Linked DNA regions of Drosophila melanogaster: all the other regions are linked to region 1. Evidence: chromatin contacts called from public Hi-C data. All regions are on one chromosome and are shown on one strand. The core of a region is the stretch at or near the end of the contact, and the rest is flanking DNA. Distances in the headings are between cores, read along the strand shown.

Region 1 (3,656 bases), core at 847-3,346:
ATAAGGGAAATTTTCCGTTAAAATCTAACTGGAGCCGCCATGGGTCACCTTTCCGCGTACTTCGGTCCGCATGTGTTGTAATATTATATGTAAAAAAAAAAAAGTGTACTAAATTCCTACATGGATTTCCTTCCTTGTTGCCCTTCCTCACTCCTCGCCGTAGAAAATGCTGAAAGTATAAAGGTTTATTGACATATGAGTAACATGGTTGAGTGTGGATATCAAAACTATAAACAAAATAATGAAGAAATCAGACACAATGCGTGAAATTAAGCAACGAAACGGGCAAATATAAACTGAAAGTATCAACTGAGGAATAACTGAATTTAATACTTCACAGCTGTGTCGTTATTCTAACCTTATTGTGTATATAGAGATATTAAACGCACCGGTTTTTGGCGGAAGAGCGCTTCGAGGAGCGTTCAATACGATTGTGCAGATTTGTCCTGGGATAGCATTCATCGACGAGGCGCTCGGTCTTCTTGGGCGATTCGCGCAGCTCCTTAACGTCCACGTTCTCCTGGGTTGCTTGTTTCCGCATAAACTTTTCGATAAGCGCATCGCACGCCAGATTCTTACTCGGCTCCCAGGAATCATCCTTCGGTCCATACTTCTTCCATCGGATCTTAAACATGTCGCCCTCCTTGGTGGCAACGTGATCAAGAATTTTTTCGACTTCCCATTGCTTTTCTGGGTCGATTGAATCGTCGGCTTTCTTGGTGCCGGCGTTCCGTCGACCACGTCCCTTAGCCTTCTTAGCGTTTGGCGAGGACTTCGATTTAGCTGCAACCTTCTGCAAAGCAGCAAAGATAAAAAAGTTGGACTTCATTGATCAAAATACTGTCCTATAAATAAAATGAATCTTAAAGTATGAGGCATTTTTGGCCAAGATAACCGCCATATAACGAAATTACTCTCAACTGACTACACTTTCTCATCAGCGTTTCAGTGTAATGTTTTAAAAGCATACATTTTTATATGTACGCCAGTTAGCGCTAATGATTTCGAATAATAGTACAGTCATCATAATCTAACCTTTTCGAAAGGTTTTGAGTCTCAATGTTTTGTAATTGCTGACTAGAATTTCGTAGAATTTACTGAGGGTTCAATATCTAATTGGGTCTAGTATTTTTTGATTTCTCGAATTGATGTCTCACCTGGGGTTGAGCTGATTTCTCATCCTCTGTTCCAGCATCGACATCGGATTCCGAATCCTTTTCAGCAACCTTCTTGCCATTTTTGACGGAAGAAGTCGAAGCCCTGCTCAGCTTGCGCTTCTTGATCGGACTTGATGCATGTGCAGAGGCTTTGGAGGTGGAGGGCAGTTCATTGCTATCTTCCGTTTCACCGCGCACGGATCGCCGTGTCTGGCGTTTGATATTTGGCTTCCTTGGCGAACTGTCGGCACTAGGGTCTACATCGGAATGATTAGCATCATCATCCGAATCCTCTATAACGATTTTTTTGCCATTTTTGCGGGGCGAAGTGGTGGCGTTCCTGGCCTTGCCCACCTTGCGCTTGTTCCTTGCAGCTGGTACATCCACGTTGGAGGTAGAGGTCTGGCAATCGCTGTCTTCGCTGTCAGAGGCCACAGTCAGTTTGGCCTTTCGTTTGTTCGGCGTCTTCCTGGACGATCGACCTGTCCCATTGGACTTTTGCTGGTCAATCTCCTCGTTTTCGCTCTCGTTGGCGACTCCGTTCCTGCGCTTACTTTCTGCCACCTTCTTACTCGCCTTGGCCATAATGCACTTGTTTATCCGGTTGTGTGACAACGTCCAATTTGCTCTACGGTGGCGATTTCAATTGCCGCGTACCAGCAAAACAAATTCTTTATAGAGTTTTTTGACGACTGTACACTTGGCAGTGTTACCAGACTGCAAGAAACAAAAAATCACGAAGTCGGGATATGCAGTTTTATAAATATATATATATTTATATTTCCTGGGAATATTTATTTAATGTTTATCAATCGAGATCCCGAGATCGAATCGAAGTAAGAAAGTAAGAAAATTAATTCTTTCCAAATTTCTAGAAACGGTAATACAAATTAGTGGTCGATACATTCGACTTGAAATGCGAATTAATCGATTGAATAATCGTTTCTTCTCTCATCCCTAATTCCAACCGCGTGCGAATTTCAATACGTTTCGAAACGACCGCATTTTGGTCAATAAACAGAGGGTATGCAGCGCCAGAAACCCAAGGGACCCGGCAAACCGGGTTCGCGTTTCAAGCCGGGATCCGGCACGTTCAAAGGAGCTGGTGGTGGCCGGAAAAGCGGCGACAACAGCCAGAAGCGTCCGCGCCAGGAGATCAACAAGTCGCGACTGGCCGCCACCGAAGCGGAGATCCAGGACCTCAAGACCAAATACGCAGAGATCGATGCTACTGCCATTAAGAAGTTCGCCCAGTTTCCGCTGTCCAAGAAGACCCAAAAGGCACTGGCGGAGTCCAAATTCGTGCATCCCACGCAGGTGCAGCGGGACAGCATTGGACCCGCACTGCAGGGCAAGGATGTGCTGGGCGCGGCCATCACAGGCAGTGGCAAGACACTGGCCTTTCTCATACCCGTAAGTTGGTCCTCGTCCCTTCTTCGAAAGAAATTGCCGGCTGTAAGTTATATATGCAATGGTCCATTTATTGCAGGTTCTGGAGCATCTGTTCATGAACAAATGGTCGCGCACCGATGGCGTTGGCGCTATCATCATCTCGCCCACCCGCGAGCTAGCCTACCAGATCTTCGAGACCCTAAAGAAGGTGGGAAAGCACCACGACTTCTCCGCCGGCCTCATCATCGGAGGCAAGAACCTGAAGTTCGAGCGCACTCGCATGGACCAGTGCAACATACTGATCTGCACACCCGGAAGGCTGCTGCAGCACATGGACGAGAATCCTCTCTTTAATACGAGCACCATGGAGATGTTGGTCCTGGATGAAGCCGATCGCTGTTTGGATATGGGTTTCCAGAAGACCCTGAATTCAATCATAGAAAATTTCCCACCAGTGCGTCAAACGCTGCTATTCTCGGCCACGCAAACGAATACGGTGCAGGATTTGGCGAGGCTTAATCTAAAGGATCCGGTCTACGTAGGCTACGGAGGAGCGACGCCAAGAGAAGAGCCCAGCGCCAGCACGAAGAAGACTCCGAACACAGCTGTCTTGGCAGTTCCTGAGCTTTTGCAGCAGAGTTATGTGGTGTTGAACCTGGAGGACAAGATCACCATGCTGTGGTCGTTCATCAAGAACCATTTGAAGCAGAAGATCATTGTGTTCGTGGCCAGTTGCAAGCAGGCCAAGTACCTGTACGAGATATTTTGTAAACTGCGGCCGGGTAGCCCGCTGCTGGCTCTCTATGGAACGCTCCATCAGGATCGTCGCATTGCCATCTACGAGGATTTCCTTCGCAAGAGCCACGTCGTTATGTTCTCCACTGATGTGGCATCGCGCGGTCTGGACTTTCCTGCCGTCAATTGGGTGGTGCAGTTGGACTGCCCGGAGGATGTTTCACAGTACATTCATCGAGCTGGACGATCTGCGCGGAACAAGACACGCGGCGAGTGTCTGTTGGTTTTGACACCCAGCGAGGAGGAGTACATGATTAGTGCGCTTAAGGAACAGTTGAATATCGACATTCGTTGTGTGCAAATCGATCCCAA
Region 2 (3,656 bases), core at 638-3,137, 4.8 Mb after region 1:
GCTGTCCGGTCTCCAGTCCCCAGATAGTGCAGGTTGTGTCTATCGATGAGGTTCCCACCAGATTGGGATCCACCTCGTTCCAATCAAACGAAGTGAGGGGAGCGCAAAAGTCGCTGTTCTTGTTGTTATTCAGTACGCACTCGAGCCGCGTGTCCGGTTCCCCGGCACGCCACACCCGCAAGTAGTCGCCACTGGTGGCCAACAGATCCGGATAGACACCCTTGGAGTCCGGGATCCACATGATCTTGGTTGTCGGATATGGATGATCAAAGGTGCTATTTGAAGAAGAAATAATCTGTCAGTGAGGAAGGGGATTTCGGAAAAATGGTTCGTATAACCAAATAACTATTCATATTTAAAATGATTACAATAATATCAAAACTGCTTATCATTTTATATTATTTTTTAAAGATAATATACGAAATATAAAATGAAAACAGAAAGTAGAAGGGATCAGCTAAACAAATATTCGGTATACCTCTTAGCACTAAATTCGCTGGTGTCCTCGTCCAGGCTGATGATCTGTACCTTGTTGTTGTACTCCTCGATGAAGCTGCCCAGTGCGAGCCGGAATCGCTTGTCCGGCCTTACACTCCAGTTCATGGAGTACAGTGGCCATGGCGCGAGATATTTGTAGATCTCCTTGCGCTTTCCGGCGGTCGAGGACATAACTGTAGATATGGAAAAGGATCAGCATGAGAATCTAGGACTCGTATTCGAATTCGGAGTCTGGATCAAGAACCCACCTGAACTGTGTGATTGGATACGGATATCCAGACCAAGACGAAGATCAAGACTTGGATGACAAGGTGCTGCTGAGTTTTCTCAATGCCGTTTAGCTGGTGGCCGGCCTAATGACGACGAGCTCCTTTGGTGATGATGACGACAATGATGATGATGGCTGATAATGACCACTCACAGCAGCGGACAACTCAAGAAAACTTCATGGAATGGGAAACAAAGGTCTTTGCTTGCCACTCGCATTTGCACACTTTACCGGCTTGCTTTTCCTTGGCTTTTCCTGTAGCTTTCCTCTTTTCCGAGATTCACATCATTTTGTGCACTGGCAGTATTGCCAGCTCGCCCGTTTTCCGACTAGAGTCCGTCCGTCCGTTTGCCGTCGTTATTCCGGCGAAATTTAGGTCTGGAGGACACCGATCGGAGAAGTCGAACTGTACTCAATCAACAGGGCGAAGGAATTAATTCAACGGCGTGCACATCGCGACCGCAACGCATCCGTTTGGCCAGCAAGTGGAATTGTGCCCGGCACTCCGTATAAGGTGGCAACACTAAAACGTAATGCGACGCGAAAATTCGTTTGTGGCGGTCCTTCGATGGGCAAGCTGCCCCGGTTTTACCTTATAATTTGGTTAAGTTTCCAATCCAACCACAGTTTTCTGAAACAGCACGGTCGGAATTACACGGAATTAGTATTCAAAGAACTTTTAATACATTCTTTTCGACAGAATTTTCACACAAAAACAGTGTGACCGCGCAGATAGCTATAAGAAATACCTTGTGCAAAATCATTGTTATATACCAGATAAACAAAATACTATTTATTTAAAACAAAATTCTGTATTAAATTATATTGAACTGTAATATATAATATTCTAGGCTTGACTTTAGTCTAATTAAGAATTGAAAGTTGTGTGTTTATTTCCACCCAGAAATCTTTTCCCTGGAACTGGAAATATAATTCGATTGGCGTTTTGTGCAAAAACTATTAAGTTTGAAGCATATTTTTCAAATCCCATATGATGGAATTCTGTGTAAATGGAACATTAAGAAGGCCTCTGCTCATCTGTTAGCAAGTACACCAACCATACATGCATCAGGCATAGTTCTTCGATAGTTATCGAAGAACAGTTAACCTATCTTCAAAATCTAGTGACGGTGACTTCGTTTCGGCGTGCGGCCACACTAGCAAAAAAAATAGGATTAAAAAGTGAGTTCTGTGTTGTGCAAAAAAAAATTGCTTTAATTCGACCGGAAAAAGGCCCTTTTGCGGTGCAAAACGATGATGTCGCTTGGCTGGCGTTAAAATTTGTGGGATATCATTAAGAGACGGGACTTTCGGCAGCGCGACCTCGTTCGCCTCGTGATGTTCGTTTTGCGGTCAAATTTTCACCTTCGCCACCCATCCCCTCGCCCATTTGTTTTCTATCTTAGTATGAATTTATACACTTTATATACGCATTTGCCTTTGTACATTTTTTGTGTTCCGTGGATGTATGAAAAATTCCTAATAGCCGTCGTCGTCACTTTTCCACTTTCCATTTTGAGAAAGATATTTCACTTTGCGTAATTCGTACGCTGCCTGGCGCCTGTGTGTGTGTGTGTGACCGTGTAGCCAATAGTGCTACATCGCTCGCGCGCACAATCTCGGCACTGTTTTACTACTACCCTGGCTCGCCCCCTCTCCCTCACACATTTCACTGCCAAACGTACGCGCGTGTGTGAGTGCACCTTTTAAAAATAGAATCTCATTTCGTTTCGTTTTATATATTGTTTTTGCTTTTATCACAATTATTTCGATTTTGACGTGCAAAGAATGTATGAGTTTTGTGTCTAAAGAAAGCGGCTAATCGTGGTAACCGTTGAAAAAGTTCAGCTACACCTGTGGGTACTCGCGTGCGATTGTGTGAGCTTGGATAATTCAATTTTTTTAAGTGAATGTGTGTGAATGGGCTGTAGTGTAGTTGTAGCATTTTATGAACGAAAGATCGATTCGTGAAAGTGTGGCCATCTTATGTTAGTTAAGGCCTACCACCCGCTTCTCCCATCCCCCTGCACTACACCACCCGCAGAGCCTTACACTTGTGCATGTATGTATGTAAAAGCAACGGTTTTCTCGAATGGGAGCGTAGACAGCCTGGCGGCACACACACGAACGTAACTTCATTTTAAGTGTTACCGCATAAGGACAGCCGTCCGCGTCCCACACCGCCCCTACCCAGTTCAGCCAGCCAGCGTCACACTGAAGTTGTTGTTATGGCAAACTTGAAAACGGCTTTTCTCTATTTATTACTATTTTGCGATTGTAAACAAGTGTCGATCGGTTTTCCACTCTCCGCCTAACTGTTCATCAGGGACAAATCGAAGGCCACAAATTCCCGAGATGTGCGTGGGTGTTTTTTGCGCTTGTGAAAAATCAATCGTGGGAAGGGGAAGAAAGACGAGGAGTTCCGCTTGAAGGGTTTCGCATTATCTTATGCAGAATTCAAGATAACCTTGCGCCTGCAAGCCTTCATTTCTCCAATAAGTGAATCAAATGTAAACGGACAAGGTCTTGACAATTTAGAATTGTTTGCACTACTAAAAGTACCGTCATAAAAATGTGGTTTTGATTAAAAGATGTTCCCTCATTAGATCATTTACACTGGGCATTTTCCAATCTTTTGGGTATATTTTTGATAAAGAAGTTAGAATATTATGGTCCGATTAGTATGAGGTTTTGAATTCGAATTAATTTGATAAATAGGGCCTTCTAAAATTCCATTCTTTTCAGTTTCGCCTACAACTTTAGCAGCAACAAGAACGGGTCTTAGATGTAGCACATATGCAGCCATTAAGTTTAAAACTAACCTAATCCTAGGGATATAATGCGATGATAATGTAAATAACGTGACGCAGGTGGGTACATGGACACGTTG
Region 3 (3,656 bases), core at 850-3,349, 3.4 Mb after region 1:
AATAACAAGATGCGTAACGCCATACGATTTTTTGGCACACGATTTTTTGGCCGTGGCTCTAGAGGTGGCTCCAGGCTCTCTCGAATTTTTGTTAGAGAGCGAGAGAGCGGAGAGCGCTACAGCGAATAGCAGACAACTGTATGTGTGCACACGTATGTTCATGCATTGTAAATTTGACAAAATATGCCCTTCACCTCAGAAGTTCTTAGACTTTAAATCTATATTATTTTTGATCAATTGGCACCATGCGAAAAAATCTTGTTTTGCATTGCAAATCCTGATCGTCCTCGCGAAGCAATGCTTCACGGCCATACCGCGGGGGGTCCTGGATTTGCCCTCCTTACTTTTACATTGTTAATCTGTTAATCTTAATCTTAAATGTTCAATAGACGAATTAAAAAAAAAAAAACCTAATCCTGTGTAATCAGAGCACTGGGGACGCGCGCGAGTAGCCGGGCGAATCGAGTTAACGCTCCTGGAAAACCCGAAAATTTTCCGTGTCGCGGCAGCTAAATAGAGACAGGAGTGACTGTCTCTAACACACAGTAATAGTGTAAAAATCACGGAGCAGACCAATAGCCAACCCCTCCGCTTATGAGTCCCCCGTCGGAACTTCACCCTTCACACCCAACCCTTAAGTCCATGACGCTGCGCTTGCTCTCTTGACCAGCCGGGCAGCAGCATAATAAAAACCCATTTTGCGTCTGAGCCAAGGTGGCCGGCGGAATGGTTTGTGTCTGAGCCTCATCGGCCAGCACCGTAACCATCACCTGGCGAATGGTATAGGGCCGCACACCTTGCAGTCCAAGGTTCTAAGGACCCCACCCTATAAGCCAAACGATGGCACCCCCAAGGGGCCATTATAAGTGACCTCCCCCCCAAACAGAGCCCAACCAGCAAGGCCCCCTTTTCTAGAAATCGAGGAGATGGGAGATATATTATACAACGGGGTGAGGAGCATTAATCTGGCAATGAAGAACACATTTGCCAGATTGAAGGATCTCCAACTAAAGCTGCGCGTGAGGCTGCCGGAGGAGGAGAATTCGCATGCCAAATGCACCGCAAGAACTGATGCTAGCCAACAGACCATCCCTAATGGCCTCTTTAGCTATGAAGAACCGAGTAAGGGCAAAGACGGTGTCAAACCAAAGATCGCACGGTGATGTCCAACGCCCTGCACTCCAAGGAGCTGAAGTTGGCGTTGCCGACTCGACCAGCAAGACGGTAATAATGCTGCTCAAAGGTGCCTTGAAACGTGCGACACATACTGAATATGCCATCCAACTGTTTTTCTGTTTTTTATTTTTGTTCTTAGCTAAATGTAATATGTCAAATAAACGAATTTAAAAAAAACCTAATCCTGCGAACCAAACATAGGTGTGTGTTGTGATGGAGGCAACTCCTGCGCAGGCGCGCGATGTCCGTAAATGTGGTGAGCATTGCCACGAATTGTGCGCGCCAAACGCAAATTTTCCTGCTGCGATGCATACGCACTGCCGGTGTGACCAGATCGGTCACTCTTATCGATATCGTTACCAATCCAGCTTACTAGCTTTAATAAATTCTATAAACTTGTATATCGAAAATAAAATTATTATTAATATTATATTAATATCATTTCAAATGGCAATGAATATTTAATTTTAGTAATAAATTGGGGTGGATATATGCTTTTCCGAATGTGAAGAAAACATCATCCTTTCAATATCTGGTTTATCCCTCCCGTCTGAAAATTGTGAAAATACAAGCGATTCCACATTATGAATAAACGGATCTAAAAATCAACTTTAGATACCTTACAATGGATTGTAAGTTGCGTTAGCTTAAGTATGACCTGCAATTAAACAACAAATCAAAGAAAAGTCGTCCCGAGCGAGGAAAAAAAATAATATATGAAACACAAATAATTGTTTTCCAAATGACCAAGTATTACGCCTGACAGAAATGCAATAATTTGTTCTTACATTTATGTGACCCTATCATCATCGAATCATATTTCAAATTCCAATTCCGATTTCGTTATTAGGACATCGGGCTGTAGCCCTGGGTATCGTAATCGATAGTTGCGAAATAGCAGTCAGCGATAGTGTCTGACAAAATCGACGTTGTTCCACCCCTAACAAAGAGTGGTGATCTGAGCGCAGTCGGTTGATTTCATTTGGTTTTTTTTTTAATTATTCGTGTCGCCGCGATCGGATCGGATTTCCCATAATCTCTGAGCGTTCCGCCTATCCTTCAAGTGAAATGTCGCTGAATCCGCAGTACGAGGACATTGGCAAGGGATTTGTGCAGCAGTACTATGCGATATTCGATGACCCGGCGAATCGGGCGAACGTGGTTAATTTCTATAGCGTAAGTGTTGTTGCTTCCCGCTTCTGCTCGTCGCCTTTCATCTCTCCTTTATTCCCGTCTCCGCTTTCGCCTGCACATTTTTCGCTTGCCATCCCCATCACACGCACAGGTGACGCGCGGCGCGCCCTTGAAAAATTCCGCCTCCTTTCAGCAGAAAATGAATAAAGAAACTGTTGCAATGCGAAAAAGAGCGCGAAAAAGAGCAGCTGGAGATATACGGTCGGCGTATCCGTGATATCGTGGGAATAGGATGAATGTTGATAGGGGCGGGGGCAGCGTTCGATTCTCGAAGTTTCGGGTGACACATTACGCCCATGCTCGCATAAATAAATACACACATACGAAATATATGGCCAACATACAACTGCGGTTAGCACAATAGGGCCCAATATACGATATAAATTCGTGAAAAAATTGTATTAATATCTTGAAAAATATGGCATAATTGTGTTTCATTAGTTTCAATCAATTCAGTTTTTTTGTCACATAAAAGAGTAAATGAAAGAATAAAAAAGTCTATAATGATAAAGTATTGAAAATAAAACTATCTGTTTGATATGTTTTTAATTTAAATATTAACAGTTTTATAACCAATTTTGTTCTTAATAATACGAAATATCATTACTAAGTAAAACATCATCATAACACTTATATCATTATATATTTTATACTTCCAGGCTACCGACTCATTCATGACCTTTGAAGGCCACCAAATACAGGGGGCACCCAAGATTCTGGAAAAAGTTCAGGTAAGTCCTGATTATATACAGTCATGGGCATATGTATAATATTTTGCATACCCTTCCTATTCCTGCAGAGTCTGAGCTTTCAGAAGATTACCAGAGTGATAACCACAGTGGACTCGCAGCCAACTTTCGATGGCGGAGTTCTGATCAACGTCCTTGGAAGACTACAGGTAAAACCAGAATTCTCAACAAGAAAACTGTCCTAAACTCGCTGTCGGGGGGAAATTCAATGACTGCCTGCGGCGGCGGTTAGAATATTAGCACTGCCGACCAATTCAATCGATTTTCTTTTCAAGTTTTGAATTTTATTTTTGGTCTTTTCAACACGTAAATGCTTGACAATCGTTTTTGTAACAAATAGAACGTTTTGTTTTGGCTTTCACATAAGAACATTATTTATTTTGCACTGTTTCCCATTTATTTGTTATCATGTATGGGCTTTATTAAGCCTGCCACTTTATTCCATTAAGTGTTCTTCATTCTAAGATACATTATACCCGTTACTAGTGCAGTTAAAGAGTATACTATATTCGTTAAAAAGTATGTAACATGTAGAAG

The links. A called contact is a pair of places that touch in the nucleus more often than the background predicts.
Region 2: a Hi-C map of the Kc167 cell line shows a contact between it and region 1, with 1.9 times the contacts expected there. The contact joins the promoter of Usp2 here to the promoter of CG5800 in region 1. A contact is called at or near these places in 8 of 107 Hi-C or Micro-C datasets (the Kc167 cell line, the S2 cell line, embryo and 3 more).
Region 3: a Hi-C map of the Kc167 cell line shows a contact between it and region 1, with 5 times the contacts expected there. The contact joins the promoter of Ntf-2 here to the promoter of CG5800 in region 1. A contact is called at or near these places in 7 of 107 Hi-C or Micro-C datasets (the Kc167 cell line, eye imaginal disc, larval brain and 4 more).

Annotation. Positions count from the first base shown.
Region 1 is chrX:17,634,185-17,637,840 of dm6, forward strand. It overlaps CG5800, which reads left to right and starts at 2,097. Exons shown (of 2, transcript NM_133002.2): 1 at 2,097-2,570; 2 at 2,647-3,656. The coding sequence starts at 2,184. It overlaps CG8289, which reads right to left and starts at 1,860. Exons shown (of 3, transcript NM_133001.3): 1 at 1,158-1,860; 2 at 390-793; 3 at 1-169. The coding sequence starts at 1,742. The coding sequence ends at 148.
Region 2 is chrX:22,453,916-22,457,571 of dm6, forward strand. It overlaps Usp2 (Ubiquitin specific protease 2), which reads left to right and starts at 1,888. Exons shown (of 10, transcript NM_001298598.1): 1 at 1,888-1,948; 2 at 3,512-3,636. It overlaps wap (wings apart), which reads right to left and starts at 1,507. Exons shown (of 6, transcript NM_001298597.1): 1 at 1,359-1,507; 2 at 747-1,144; 3 at 479-671; 4 at 1-275. The coding sequence starts at 669.
Region 3 is chrX:21,033,370-21,037,025 of dm6, forward strand. Ntf-2 (Nuclear transport factor-2) reads left to right here and starts at 2,100. Exons shown (of 5, transcript NM_001272821.1): 1 at 2,100-2,352; 2 at 3,030-3,101; 3 at 3,170-3,268. The coding sequence starts at 2,245.